2 separate regions of the Gossypium arboreum genome follow, and region 1 is linked to region 2. A link is a contact called in public Hi-C data. All regions are on one chromosome and are shown on one strand. Each heading gives the region's core, a stretch centred on a gene start, on an enhancer-like site or on the middle of the called end of the contact. The rest is flanking DNA. Distances are from core to core; before and after follow the strand shown.

Evidence for each region. Hi-C and Micro-C count contacts between places; a contact is called where the count stands out from the background.
Region 1: a Hi-C map of leaf shows a contact between it and region 2, with 2.7 times the contacts expected there. The contact joins the promoter of LOC108460863 here to the promoter of LOC108466977 in region 2. A contact is called at or near these places in 3 of 5 Hi-C or Micro-C datasets (all in leaf).

What each region holds. Positions count from the first base shown.
Region 1 is chr2:9,732,400-9,735,989 of ASM2569848v2, forward strand. LOC108460863 (late embryogenesis abundant protein At5g17165-like) reads right to left here and starts at 2,005. Exons shown (of 2, transcript XM_017760558.2): 1 at 1,597-2,005. The coding sequence starts at 1,709.
Region 2 is chr2:9,463,585-9,467,432 of ASM2569848v2, forward strand. It overlaps LOC108466977 (pentatricopeptide repeat-containing protein At3g18110, chloroplastic), which reads right to left and starts at 2,129. Exons shown (of 4, transcript XM_017767406.2): 1 at 1-2,129. The coding sequence starts at 1,953.

The sequences.
Region 1 (3,590 bases), core at 755-3,254, 270 kb after region 2:
TCTTCAGAAGCCTAATTGCCTATAAACAGCAATTAATATTACTCTTTTAATTTAATTAAAAGGTTCAAATTGGGTCCTTAATTAAAATTTACAAGTTGAGTAAATAACAGTAGAAAAGAGAGCGAGGGTAGGTGTGCAAATCTTTGGCAGAGAGTGAAGGGCAGGTAAAGCATCAAAAGCATGGATTAGGATATTCCGCAAAACAATGGATTGTTAAAACACGTGATCAGCAATTAAAAAAAATCAATTCAATTTATGAGTGCTGCTTTGTAATAAGAAATAAAGGTTTTAGTGAATTGAAAACAAAAGATAAATTAATTTTATGTTAAAAATTACACTTCTAAATTAATATTTTACTAATTTTTATATTAAAATTATATATATTTTATAATTAAACTTCTTTTCACTGAAAATATGAATTTGATGAAAAAAAAATTCCCTGTCTACTCAAACTTTCAGAAACTTGACAATCTAATCCAAGCGTTGAAAATCTTGAATATTATAAATAAATATAAAATGATCATTGCCATTTCTAGCCATTGATATATGTCCAATCCAACGTGATTTGCATTCCTACCACTCAATGAGTCAATATTAATGAAATTAGACCATTCATTTTTAGACATTTATTATTATAATTAATTTAAAATAACACAGAACTATGATGTGAAGGTAACTATAATACTACACAGGAGTGTTCTACCGACATTATTATCTTTATAAAGCAGTGATAAATGGATTTCTTAAAATATTTAATTGTTGAAAGGCAGAAAAATAAAAAGATAAAGAAAGAAATGAAGGGGTTGCGTAAAAAACGATGAGTGCCCCCAATAAAAGACGGGTGTCCAATAGGAGACAAAGAGTGGAAATGCGTCCTTATCCAGTTAGCCTTTACCTTCCCCACCCACCCCTCCACCGAGTACGGCATTTTCACTCTGTACGAGATTTCTCGATTAACCCGACAAACACTTACTCTCTTTAATTTTAACGCTTACTAACCATGTTTTTTCTACAATCACCGATTCGTCGGTTTAATAATTCATTAATTTAATTTAGTAAATTATTAAAAATAATAAATATTTTCAACTGGTTCAATATTTTTTTAGACCGATACTTGATTAATTTTCGGTTCGATTATCGGTATTAAATCCAATTCAAACAACTTTCATGAATATTAAAACATACTTACACTTTTAATTTAGTAACTAAGTTAAAATTTACAGAGGAAAAAAATCAAAACAAAAATAGCAAGTGATGATGATATTGTGATAAAAAAAGAAAACGAAATATTCCTAAAAATTTCCTGCGATAGTAATTGATTTACAAGAATTTAGTGATACTACTTATATAATGGAAAGTAATTGATACATCGAATTCAGTTATTCACATGAGACTCAGTTTTAATGAAAACTTCATAATTTGTTGATGTAAAACGATCATATCTTAGGGAGAAATTTTTCAAATTAATATAAATCAAAACTAAACAAGCTTATCAGGAAATCATGCCAAGGCAAATTTATCAAGGAAGAAATTGAAGTAGCAGCAAGCAAAATCACATCAAATGGCACTGTGATCAAGGAAAAATTAAGAAAGAACCTGGTAGGTGAAGAAGTGGAGATGAAAAGAGAAGGGGTGCGAGTGGAGGTGCGGTTAAGAAGTCGCTTCCCCAAGCTGGCGATCCCTCCACCACTCTTCAAATTGGCTGCCATACAAGTAAGGAAAGAAAACGGAGAGAAAGAAAATCTAAAAGAGGAAGAAACAATAAGGCAACGGTTGAAGATGGGAATATATTTCCTTTCTACAACGGAGTGTGTGTATATATATAAATCAAGAGAGCTACGGATGGATGATGGAGATGGCAAACTCACACTACATTCTCCTCACCGGCCTAACACCGCACCTAACCGCTAACCCCACCTACACCAACAAACCGTCTTCTTTCACTCAACCGTTATGACGGAAATTTTGTATTAATTTTTTTTATTAAAATGGTATATTTTGTTATGGATTAGGAGACTTGCAACATCAATATAATCAAATTTATAATCAGCGAAAAAAGAGTCAAAATATATTTATAAAAATATAAAATAAAAATTAGATGAGATTTTGATTGAAATAATAAACTTAATATTTTAGAAATCGTGATGTTCTAAACTCAAATTTCATTGATCATTATGTGTTAATACTTATTATTTTATAAAAGATAATTTTTTTTAATTATGTTTTAGTTGAATTGGTGTTTGATCAATTCGTGTATAAATTCAATCAATTTTTTAAGTATAGGTATAGATAAATTATACAATTATCTCAGTCAACTAAATTACTTACAATATTATGTTTAATTTATTAAAATATTACGTCAGGTTTTATAACATTTAAGCCATACAAGTTGCAAAGCATACAATAATGATAGTTTACACTGTAAGAGTGTGAAGAGCCATGAGAATAAAGGCGGTTTACATCGTGGTTGGTATGAAGGATTGTTGAAAACAATGGTTTTATAGAGTAGAGATTGTGTTTGAGCAATTGTTGATACTATCTTCCTTTTTATGTCACCGGTTGTAAATCAAAGTTCGTGAAGAATGCGCATAGAGTGTCCTATAGAGTTTAATTGATTAAATGTGGCTCATTTTGTAAATTTGAATTGACCCAAATTCAAGGAACATATGAAGAAACCTGTCTATTTAAAGCCTTACAGGCACAATGAACCACTCTAATAAAACTAGAGTTACCATGGTTAATGTAAATCTTAAGGGATAAAATTGCATAGAGTTTAAATCTCTTAGGACTCTCATATTGTAGATAGGTACTAATCTCAACTGTTGATGTAATTCAATCTATACCATTGGATCTAGGTGAGATTAACTATAATTAGAGCTATTCCCACTTATTTGTAATCACTTCCTTTATTGTATTCTATTCAAAGTTATTGAATATTTGAAAACATTTATTCAAACACTTTTCGAACTTCTGTTCGATTCAAGTCTCTTTGTCTTTTTGAGTTGATTCCACTCCATTTTGGTACCTTAGAGAATTTCTCTTGTGAATTTTCATTTTTCGAGAGTTAAACTAACTTAGGTGAACTTGGAAGCAAAGAAATCACTTAAGATTGTGTGGCTTGCCAGACTAAAATTCTAGTCTCATACACTTACCTGCTCTTCTTGGAAGAAGAGGTAATTATAGATGGAGGAAGGCTTGAAGTGAGCCTCTTATCTCATGATTATCTCCCTAGATTAAGATGTAGTTTGGATGTGAGTATTTTGGGAATTGGTGATAATGAAAAGTAGTAGCAATTAATAAGTTTGAATCTTGGTATTATGGTTGTCTTTGATAACTTTGTGGTGATATTCTTATAAATAAATCTATAATTGCATGAAATATCTCCATATAAAAGTGTTTTAATTATTTTTATAAAAAGTGTTTTTAATTATTTTTTACTCGTAATGTAAAACTTAGTTATATCTTATACAAATAAATAATATAGATACACAATCAAAATTAATAAAAAAATTATCTACAGAAAGATGGCCTTTAACCTCAATAATAATTTTTTTTTTTTTTTGGGTTTGAAATCATTAGTTTCTTTTTAG
Region 2 (3,848 bases), core at 879-3,378:
TTTCAAGAACTCAAGTACTTCGCATGCTTCTTTGTGCCTGCCAGATGAACTGTATGAACTCAAAATAGACAACAAATTTTCATCATCTAGCGCTTCACCATTACTTATGCCTAATCTCAGCATCTGTACAGCCAGGTCATAGCATTCACCCTTGACAAGGAAAGAGGAAATAGTTTGAAGATTCATACCACAAAGTTCTTTCATGTCTCCAACCACCATTTTAATTTCTTCCACTTTATTTTCCTTTGTTAGTGCCTGAACCATCACCTCATAAAGTATATTATCTGGTGTGAAACCATCACGAACCATTTCCTGGTACATCACCCATGCTTTTGTTATTTCATTACATCTCAAAAGGATATCCAACATGACAGAGTATGCCAGGAAATCAGGTCTAATCCCAGATTTCCGCATGCAATTAAATGTATCCTCAGCCTCCACAGCCATTCCAGCCTTAGCATACCCACAAATCAAAGCACTACAAGTCCGCACAGTAGGCTTAACACCTGCATCCAACATCTCTGACATCAAATTAGAAGCCTCCTTTATCTTATTTGCTTTCCCTAGGGAATCGATCAAGACTGTATATGTTACCACATCTGGATTCCGCCCTGATAATTTCATGTCCTTGTAAAGCTGCAATCCCAATTCATGCTGGCCCTGCTTCCCATACATGTGAATAATTGTATTATAAGTCATCTCATCTCTACCGAACCCCATTTCAATCATTTCTTCACAAATCTCTTTTACCTTGTCCACATTTCCTTCTCTTGCAAAAGCATATAACAATGAATTATATGTGACTGCATCCGGGAAAAACCCTTTAGACTCTAAATCCCTAAACAGCTGCTCAGCTTTATATGCCATCCCACATCTCCCATACACCGAAATCATAGCATTGTAAGTCCATAAATCAGGTTGACAATTATGGCTGTCCATATCGTCAAAAACCTTCATTGTCTCCTCCAAGTTTGATTCCCTAGAACAAGCACTAATAAGAGTATTATAAGTTATTATATCTGGCCTAAGACCAGACCTCCTGACCTCATTCAAAAGCTTGATAGCTAAATCAGGCACCATAGCTCCTGCTTTCAATCTGGCATTTATTAAAGTATTGAAACTCACGAGGTCAGGCTCACACCCTCTCTTACGCATTAAATCAAGCAGTTCCTGCACTTTCTGAAACCTTCCATTTCGTGCATAAACACCCATCATGGCATTATAAACCTGGACGGTATTTCCAACAGCAGGCTCAGCCCTGGTAAAGATTTCAACAGCTAAAATCTCCTGATTGGCCTTCCCCAGCACAGCCAAGATAGTAGCAAGCATCCTGGCATTAGGGGAATACCAGTTCTTCAAATTTAACCACTCATAAACTTCCAGGGCACGTTGCCAGTTCTCCTGACCAACATATTTCACTAGGAAGCAAAAATCGGTTGGTGTCATCTGAACTTTCCTATCATCCAAAACATCAGCAACAAACTGGTCTTGTTCCAACCCCAAAATCCTGTCTGTCAAAAACTTTACTCTTTCTCTCCAATCTTTGGCCCTTTTCAATGCCAGTTTACTCATTTTCTTAACTCTAGTCTTACTTACTCTCCCCAACTTCTCCTGGGTCTCATCGTTCACTTCCAAAGTTTCAGACTTTGAGGACTCCAAAGACAATTCAGCTTCCTTAACAACATGGGTAAGTTGAGGGGAGGTAGGTGAAAAATGGGTTTGACTTGAAGGGTAAGTTTCAGCTAGTTGAAGTTGAAGGTGAGGCCATCTCTCAGATGGGGAGGCTCTGCTATAGCTAAATGTGCTGTTATTACTAGAGCTGTCATTTGAGTGTTCATTTAGTGAAGGAGTTGAGATGTGGGAAGAAGAGCAAGAGATAGAGGTGTTCATGCATACCTTTGAAGTAGGAGAGGCAAAGGTTACAACAAGTCCTCCATTGCAAGACATGGCCATGGCCAAGGCCAATGCCCTCTTGCCTTCTCAAAGTTCAAGCCGAGTGATGCGGAAGAAAACAAGATAAAAGATATTTCTCCCCCATTGCTTTTGGCGGGGGGCGGAGCGGATGTTTATTCTGGAGTTGGGAGTTGCTGGTCGAATAGATGTTTCTGTTTCCCTAAAAGTTGGGTCCAACTTGGTTTGGGTTTAATTGGCCCATCTGACTTCCAAGCCTACAGAATTTCATAAAATTACTACTTTGGTCACTCAAGTTTGAAGATGCTCCTATTTTGGTCACTTAAAATGTTTTTTCTCAATTTCGTCACACGTGTTAGAAAAATTATAAATTTTTAGACTTAAATCCCTAATGGTACATTGATGTGTCCTAATAAAAAAAAATTTAATTCTCAACATTTACTTTTTTTAGTTTAACTCTAATTCTAAAATTTTAAAATATTTAATTATAAAAATTTAATATATATGTGAAAATTATTTTAAAAAGCTCTAATTTCTCTATAATTAAGAATCTCATAAATCAAAGAAAATGTTATTGATGACAAAAAGAAACCTAATTAGCTTAGGTCAATTTAGCTGTGGAATCCACACTCGAAAGAGATTTTTTTTTTTTTTAGTTTCTGACTTTTCATTCTGAATCTCTGAACAATAAAGAAAATGAAAAGATTTAATAAACTAGACGTCTTTTTCCTTTAATTGTAGGATGTGGTTAAAATGGAAATGACTTTAAAATATAATATATTAAAATAAATATTTTTAACAAATTAAAAATTAATAAAAAATCTTTATACTTAAATAATATTAAAATAGTTGCAACTTAGCAAGTAAATATCTCTAAAATAATAGTAAAATTAACAATAAAATGAAAGTTATATAATATCCAAATAATAATAATAAAATATTAACAATATAATAGTAAAAATACTTATTTGATTTGAGCCGAGCCAAAAAATCCCATCCGATATTCAACTCAGAAAATAAATTTTATTTTTTATCATAACTTAATTTTCAGATTTATATTTTATTCAAATTCACTAATTTTTAAATAAACTTTTAAATTTAAATGAATAATCCAGTACATAATTAATTCCGGTTACATATAAAGAAAAACATAGTTGAGAGCAAAGGCATAGCAGGCGACAATAGAAATGCGAATAAAGAGGAGAGAGAAGTGGCAGCCTCAAAAAAAGCGAAGGTAGTGCTGGTCATCAGAGTTGCATAGGTACTTCTTGCAAGCTTTTGAGCAACTCGGTGGTTCACATATCGAATTGTTTTTCCATTGCAATTTATTTCAATTTCTTTTTTTATTTATTTATAGAATTGGAATTTGTTTTTCAGTTGCAATGCCTAAGCAATTTAGGGAGCTGATGAAGGTTGATGGGCTTACAAATGATTAAGTTAAAAAGCCATTTACAGGTTTGTAGTACTAATTTAAATCATTAAATGTTATTCACAATAAACTAAAAGCATGTAAATACGATTGTAATACCTCTAATTTGAATTGGCCACGATATCAATCAAACAATGCTATCATTGATGCTCAGAGGCATCTCTAGTAATCCTATTGACTATACAATACCTATATTCGATCAAAACAATTCTAATTACTATTAAACATTAGATTTATAAATGCTAATTATAAACCTCAGCTTGCCTATATAAACGTGCTAATCTTCGAAATTAGGCTTAGGGTATTGGCACGTTTGAGGATGGTATTGATTCCCTATGACTTGAGGTTATTTGTAAAACCTCTTAGATTGTTTGTGATTTTAAATAAGCGGTGTTATATTTTATGTTCGAAGATACTTATAATTTTTCTTAACACATTTAAGATCATTACGAATTATGTTATGATAATAAACAACAAAAAAAAATCTAAAATAAAAAAAGTAATTTCA